2 separate regions of the Pan troglodytes genome follow, and region 1 is linked to region 2. Evidence: chromatin contacts called from public HiChIP or PLAC-seq data. All regions are on one chromosome and are shown on one strand. Each heading gives the region's core, a stretch centred on a gene start, on an enhancer-like site or on the middle of the called end of the contact. The rest is flanking DNA. Distances are from core to core; before and after follow the strand shown.

Evidence for each region. HiChIP or PLAC-seq counts read pairs in DNA pulled down with a chosen protein or histone mark.
Region 1: a contact with region 2 is called in an H3K4me3 HiChIP or PLAC-seq map of stem cell-derived excitatory neurons, with 2.9 times the contacts expected there. The contact joins the promoter of STK17A here to the promoter of COA1 in region 2. A contact is called at or near these places in 1 of 7 Hi-C or Micro-C datasets (stem cell-derived neural progenitor cells) and 1 of 1 datasets of contacts at active chromatin or transcription factors (stem cell-derived excitatory neurons).

The regions. Positions count from the first base shown.
Region 1 is chr6:45,812,145-45,816,158 of NHGRI_mPanTro3-v2.0_pri, forward strand. STK17A (serine/threonine kinase 17a) reads right to left here and starts at 2,695. Exons shown (of 9, transcript XR_001719209.3): 1 at 2,266-2,695.
Region 2 is chr6:45,666,880-45,670,509 of NHGRI_mPanTro3-v2.0_pri, forward strand. It overlaps COA1 (cytochrome c oxidase assembly factor 1), which reads left to right and starts at 1,571. Exons shown (of 6, transcript NM_001251840.1): 1 at 1,571-1,859.

The DNA of each region.
Region 1 (4,014 bases), core at 1,445-3,944, 150 kb after region 2:
TAACTAGTAAGAGCCAAGATTCAATCTCACACTGTCTGACTCCAAAGCCAATGTTCTTAAGCACTGCATTAAACTCCTATGCGATAAAAAAGGGTGCCACAAGGGAAAGAATAGATTTAATTTTATTTTTCAGTTCCAGGCTCTTACATCAAGTATTTATCTAATAACTGCATTGTTATGCTGCTTTACAATCTACTCCTTTTGTAAAGAAATTTATGTAAGAAAAGATATGTAGAAGATATCACAATCTTAAAAAAAAACCTGATCGGCAAGCTAATTTTATAATGGAGTTTAAAACAAAAGTTGAAAGAAACATTCCTGAAGGAATTGGTACCGTAACACCTGGTGGGGTGCAAATCAGTTTCCAGATTATAACATCTCCAAGACAGTGCTTGCCACCTGACGACATTTCGCTTTGTAATATTTGCACCGGTTTTCCTTGTGGAATGAAGCCAGACAACCAAATAATGGAAAAACGTAGTTTTCCTTTTTTTTTTTTTGGAGATGGAGTCTCGCTCTGTCACCCAAGCTGGAGTGCAATGGCGCGATCTTGGCTCACTGCAACCTCCGCCTCCCGGGTTCAAGTGATTCGCCTACCTCAGCCTCACGAGTAGCTGGGATTACAGGCGCCCACCACCAGGCCCAGCTAATTATTGTATTTTTGGTACAGACGGGGTTTCACCATGTTGGCCAGGCTGGTCTGGAACTCCTGACCTCAGGTGATCCACCCGCCTCAGCCTCCCAAAGGGCTGGGATTATGGGCGTGAGCCACTGCGCCCGGCCAGTTTTCCTTTTTTCAGGTAATACGGGTTACTTCAGAATGTTTGGAATGTCGACAAATTAGAATACACAGCTAAGTCACAGCTCCCTTCATCTTTTGTCACAAAATATGCACAGATCCAGTCAACTAGGGCCTAGCAGTGAAGTAAATCTTGTTCCTGAAAGGTGTTTTTCCTTTTGTTAACATTTAGGAATAAGTAAGACTTTGTTAAGGTAGGATTCCACACTCCCTACACGCCCACCCCCCAAAAAAAACTATTTCCAAAAGTTACCTTAATATGTGTAAGGCAGTGTGTTTTTAACATTATAACCAATGTTACACTGTTTGCCTTTCCAAGACCCCAGCTGAAGGCTGTTCCAACTGTCAGGCCCTTTCCCATTACAACATGGTGCTATTTTGCAACCATGACAAATGCTGGCAATAATGCGAACATTTACTGAACGCCATGTGGCAAGCCCAGTGGTATGCGCTTGACAAGCATGGCATCTTCAGGACACCTCTGAGGTAGGTACTGTCATCATTATACTGATCTTACGGATGAGGAAAGTGAGGCTGGAGAGTCTAACCCCTCCAAAGGCAAACACAGCAAGAAGGGCACGAATATGAACTCAGGTCTGCCCCCAAAGCCAGAGTATTTAACAACTTCTTCAAACTGTTCTCAAGGAAGAGTCGCCAAACCCCACAAAAATCACTCGATCACCCCTCTTCAGCATACAAAATGTAAAGCATCCCAACAGCCTGCACCTGCAACTTTAGAGACCAAGTTGTAAGCTCTCTCTACTCCCACAAAAAAAGGGTGGGCTAGCGTGGGGTGGGGGGAGAAGGCAAGAATCGGTTCCCAGCAAAGTAAAAAGAGCGAGAAAAGGGCCAAGCGCCCACGAAAGAAACCAATCTAAACTCGAAGCAAAGGGACCTAAATGCTTTAGAACTAAAACGGCAGAAAACCAACCAAGAAAACGAAAATGAATTCAGCAGAAGAGCGACACAAGGTAACAGAGCGCCGGTGCAAAGGAAGCGGTCACAACGGATACTGTATTTTATTAAAACCACACAGGGAGACCAAGAAAGTCGCAAGAGTTGAAGGAAAAATGCAAAGTCGGCTCCACAGACCTCTGGTTTTCAGACCCGCTGCTCGGGGTGAAAGGCAGAGCGCGGTCCGCACCTTCTCTCGTTAAATAGCCATTCGAAACGCCACAGAGGACGAAAGGGCTGAGGAGAGGAAAGTGTCCGTGCCTCCGCCGCCTCCGGGACCGCCATCGAGTTACCACCACTCGCTTGCTGGGCGCGGCGCGTGGAGGGGGCGGTGGTGCGACTCGGCTGCCCTACTCGCCGTCGGCACCCAAGTTTGTGCCAAGTCACAACGCGCGTTATCGGCAGCAGCAACGCCACCTCAGCCTCGCCGCCGCGGCCCCGGCACTTATCGGCGCCCGCGTCCCGCCCCGCGCGTCCGGGAAGGTTCCGCGCCGGGCCCCGCCCGTCCTCACCTGCCCAGCTCCCGGCCCGGGCACAGGCTGTAGCCGTCCTGGAAGGGCTCGGTGCGCACCACGGCGCGTATCTCTGTCAGCAGCCCGCGGGCCTGGGGCGGCGGCGGCGGCCGGCACGGCCCGCTCAGACCCCGGCCTGCCCGGCCCGAGCCTGAGGTGGCGCCTGGGGAGGAGCCGCCGCTGCCTGGCTTCTCCAAAGGGATCATGGTGTTCAGGCCCGCTTCTTTCCTGGCCGCCTGTTCGCTCCGAGCAGCCGGAGGGTCACGGACCCGCCCCCGGCTCCTAGTGCCGGTCCGCGGAGCCTTCAAACACCCGCTCTCCCCAGCGCGGCGCTCGGACTGCGGCAGGCAGACTACCGGTAGCTCGGGCCTGCCCCGCGCCCCGCGACCGGCCCCGCCCCCGTGACCGCCCCGCGCCTGCCCTGCACCCTGCTTCTGGCCCCGGCCAAACCCTCCCCACGTCCGCCCCGCGCCCGACCCCGCCCCAGCCTCACTCCGTGGCCGCCCGCCCCCTCGCTGAGCTCCCGCGGGGTCCTGGGCGCCCGATGCCTCACGCGCGCCCTCTGCAGCTCAGAGGGAGAAGGTGCAGCTTTCGGGACGGCCCGGAGGCTGGAGGCGACTCACAGCACCACCCTTTGGCCAGGACAGCCTACTGCGTTAGCAGAGTTGCGCACCTGTTGAGCGTCTGAGAGTCACAAAAGCTGACCTTCGGTTAATAAAAGGCATTTGAGCTGTAAGCGGGACTTCACGTGGTGAGGAGGGGAGGGGTCTGGAGGCACTTCGGTTAATAAAAGGCATTTGAGCTGTAAGCAGGACTTCACGTGGTGGGGAGGGGTGATGAGATCCTGATCTCCGTACACTGGGAGAGGGGTCTGGAGGCAGAGTTGTATAAATATTATTAACCCTGCACACCAGCCCTATGAAATAGACACTTTATATTGTCTGTAGTCGTCTCTATATTTACTTTCGAGGTCCTCTCATCCGGTCTTACGACTTTAATTACCATCTATATGCTCATGACTACAGAATTTGTATCTCTAGCTTCCAAATATTCCCTGAACTTCAGACTGGTGTATTTGACTATGCATTTGGCATCTCCACTTACATGTCAAATTAGCATCTCAGACTTAACATACACAAAAGTAAGTTGCTGATTGGTCTTCATGAATGCACTCCTACCCAGCTTTCCCCGTCTCAGTTTTCTTCATCTCCTTCCTTCTAGCTGTTCAGGCCAAAAATCTTGGGATGAGCATTGATTCCTCTCCCATGCTCATCTCCAGTTTGTCAGTAAACCCTCTTGTCTTTTCCTTCAAACTAGATGCGGCGTTTGATCACTTCTCTCTATTTCCACCTTACCACCATGGCCTGAGCCATCGTTATCTCTTAATAAGCCACCTGGATTATTGTGATAGTTTACTAACTGGACCACCTGCTTCCATCCTTCTTCCTCCCTAATGCCACATAGTTCATTTTCAAGGCAATGAGAGTGATCTTTTAAAAATCGAAACCAAATCACGCCACTGCTCTACTCAGACTGTCTCAGTGGAGTTTTGCTTCTGGCACTGATATACTAGTTTATTTGTGTTCAATATTCTAAGAAAAAATAGAAAAGTTGACAAAAGTTAAAAATTTCCTCTCCCAGCAAGGACTTGGATGACTGAAATCCTGGAAAGATAGGCAGCTCAGAAAGCCACCACTTTTCCCATGAGGTATTTGATGATTTTAAAGCCATGGCTGAAAGAGTGAGAAA
Region 2 (3,630 bases), core at 321-2,820:
GGCAAGATGGCTATTAATGACAGTGTGGGATAGATGTTTCCACGTCAAGAGGACAGTATATCAGAAACTTTCTCCTGAGCATGAAATAGAGGTCCTTTCCTTCAGTCAGATTGCGCCAACCTGGGTCATATACTCGTTCCTTGATTAGCAACTATTTCCAAAAAAATTCTGTGTGATGACTGGTTTAATCAGTATCATTTTGATTCTGGGAACAGGGCAGCTATCTGAATAAAATAAGGATTTTGGTACAAAGGAGTTAGAGGAAAATGAATATTGGATAGGTAACATTATTCACTATAGAGTTTTGTTTTTAATGTAAAATTTAGACGAAAACTTTAGCAGATTTAAGTCCAGTGATAGAAATGTTAAGTTCTGAGTTTTCAAGCAAATGGTCAGAAAAGCCTATTTAATGTTTTATTACTTACAAAGTAAACATATTTCTCTTTCTGGTACAGAACGGGAGCTAATTGATCTCGGGTTCATTTTCATGAACGTTGTATGAAATGCACATATACCAAACCTCATAAGCTTTTTATTAGTTGATTTATTCTTTGAAATATTAAGCTTGGTGTAAGGTATTATAACCTCAATCTCTTTGAAAATGTAAGAAGTCAATAATCAATGTTGCATCAATGAATATTACTCAGTGGATGCCTATTTTATTTCTTCTTTTTCTCTAAGAACCATTTAAATAGTCCTTATGGCCGAGCACTTCACAATCTGATTAGTTTCTATTAATTCTTTGGAAAAGAAACATTCTGGGAAGTCAGAATTCAGCGGTAGGTTGCTTTGATAATGTGCTCATTTAGCTAGTGGATTCCAGAGTGATAGAATGTATGTTTGGCAACCTAATTGTTGTGGGGGAAGAAAAGAACTTCTGTTAGAAGTTTTTAAAAAAGTTTAAAAATTGTTTTTACCTCATCAAAAGTTTGATGTCTTGTGAGTTTTATAGCATGCATAATATATTAATGCCATACATGATACATGTAAATATATATATATTTTTTCTGATAGGGATGTGTGATTAAGAGTTTAAAGAAGAATGCCCCAGTCTAAAGTTAATTAGTCTTGGAGTGATGGCTTCGCAGAGGAAAGATACTGGATTTCAAGCTTGACATTAAGGTGATAATAGTGGTGACTATGGAATAATCAATATAAAAATAATAACAGCTAACAGTTACTGAGCGCCTACAAAGTGCCAGACACTATTCTAAGTGCTTCACATCCTCATAACAAATTTATGAGGCAAATGCTATTATTATCCACCAGCCTTCTGAAATTTTCTTACCCCGTTACTCCCTGGTGTTAACTGGGTACTTAATTTGTCGAATAAAATAAAATTTAGTGCTGCCAAATTTGTCAGCTGAACGGGGCGGCAGGGATTTCAGTGCTAGAGTGAGGGGCCAGACGGCCCGGGGCTTCGTGTCCTTGGAGGCCAGCGGAAGCGCCGCATACCTGTGAGGAGCAACGTGAGCCGGTGGCTTAAATTTCCTGGGCTAGTGCTACTGGACTGAATGCATTTGCAATAACCGGACGCAGAAAAAAAAAAAAAAGCGGAGACCAGGGGAGGCGAAACCCTTCCCGGCGCGAGTCCGAGCGTCTGAGAAGCAGAAGCCACACGTCCCGGCGACCTAAGTTCTGGATCAGCCGGCCGGAGGACCCGTGTTAGCATTTACAATCCGAGGTGAGCTGAAGCCTCCGGTTGTCCCGGTTCGACGCTCTAGCCCCGCGAGCAGCAGACGCCGGAAGTCTCTACTGCTCCCCGCTGGTGCGCAGGACCGCGGGCCTTTACCCGTGCTTTCCCACACCTGGAAGAACTCGTCATGCTCTCTGTAGCGTGGTGCTTCTGTTGCTCACAGGTTAGTCTCCCGCGGTGTAAGAGTCTCCGTCTTCCCCCCAGCAAGAAGCGTTTGTTCCTGCAATTCGGGGGGCCGCCTTTGCGCGCGGGGTGCGCTGCTTCTTGGAGAGTTCCCTCACGGGTCACATCGCGGAGGTTCGCGCCGGCGCCGGGTCGCGGCCTCCCTGCGCAGCTTCTTTGGCACCTGGTAACCTTCAGTGGCTCCGTCCGCTCGGAGTTAGGAGGCTGTGTCGAGCTAACCTTGACCTTGTCCTGCAGTTTTTGCTGACCATCCCCAACAGCACACTGTAAAGAGTTAGGGTCCTCTCGAAGAGTTGGGACTGGGCACTTTTGTTGGTAGTGCTAAATTTCAACACCCTGAGGAGTACGCTGCCCAAATTATTGTAGGAAAGAATTACCTGGTTTAGTGGTTATAATACTTTTTGTCCCCACCACACTTGAATAACAGAAAAACCCTCCCAACAGGGGCTGACTGCAAAAGTGATTTTCTGTGTAGGGGACATTGGATGTATTTATGTATATATCAGTGCCTATCAGTCTGTATGTGTGTTTGGGGGTGGATGCTGTGTAATTTAAAAAAATCTATGGAGATTCTGATAATTTGATAACCTGCTTCTCCGGTCTTCCCCTGATTCCTCCCCATTCTCCCCGGAGGGCTATTGCTTTATTTCTGAGGTGGCTCACTTTTGGATAGAAGTAGCAACTCTCCGCTTTACTTGCACGTTTAAAACGCATATCAGATTGTGTTATTTCTGTCCTCAGAATCTTCCTGGCCTTCCCGTTGCTTTCAGGATAATACACATTTCTTAGCCTAACTTCAAGGGCCTTCAGGGTCTTGATTCTGCTGAATTTTTCAGTCTTTGCTACTTTCATGGAAAACACACCTGCAGGTCCACTCATATTATGCTCCCACCATGCCAGTCTACGGTAATTTAATAACTTTAGATATGGCAAAGTTTTATATGGTTTACTCAAGTTTTAATTTTTGTTCTAGCATTTAGCCAAAATCGATTGAATTCATAATATTGCTAGGCACTGTTTTAAAAACGGGATAAAATGAAAACAAAACAAAACAGTCTTCAGTCCTTTAAAAAAATAAAACAGCTTCCTGACACATAGTTCACCTACCGAAGAGTTCACCATTTAAAATGTAGCGGTGCCTCACGCCTGTAATCCCAGCACTTTGGGAGGCCGAGGCGGGTGGATCACGAGGTCAGGAGATCAAGACCATCCTGGCTAACACGGTGAAACCCCGTCTCCACTAAAAATACAAAAAATTAGCCGGGCGTGGTGGCGGGAGCCTGTAGTCCCAGCTACTTGGGAGGCTGAGGCAGGAGGATGGTGTGAACCCGGGAGGCGGAGCTTGCAGTGAGCCGAGATTGCGCCACTGCACTCCAGCCTGGGCGACAGAGCTAGACTCCATCTCAAAAAAAAAAAAGAAAGAAAACCTAAAAGTAATTAGTACATTCACAAAGTTGTACAACCATCATCATAAAATATGCTGTAATCTTCTTCACCTTCATTAGTTGGTTTAATTTTCTATTTCAGACAGACTCCAATAAGTTATTCTTGTATTCTTTTGTTCATGTTTAATATGCTGCATTCAGTTTGTGAGAGCCATATTGGAACAATTGAACATTTTCATCACTCCAAAAGGAAACCCTGTACTTATTCAGCAGGCTCACCTGACTTCCCCATCCCCACTCCCCATTCTAAGCCCTAAGCAACTATGAATTGACTGACTGTATATTTGACTATTCTGGATTATTCAT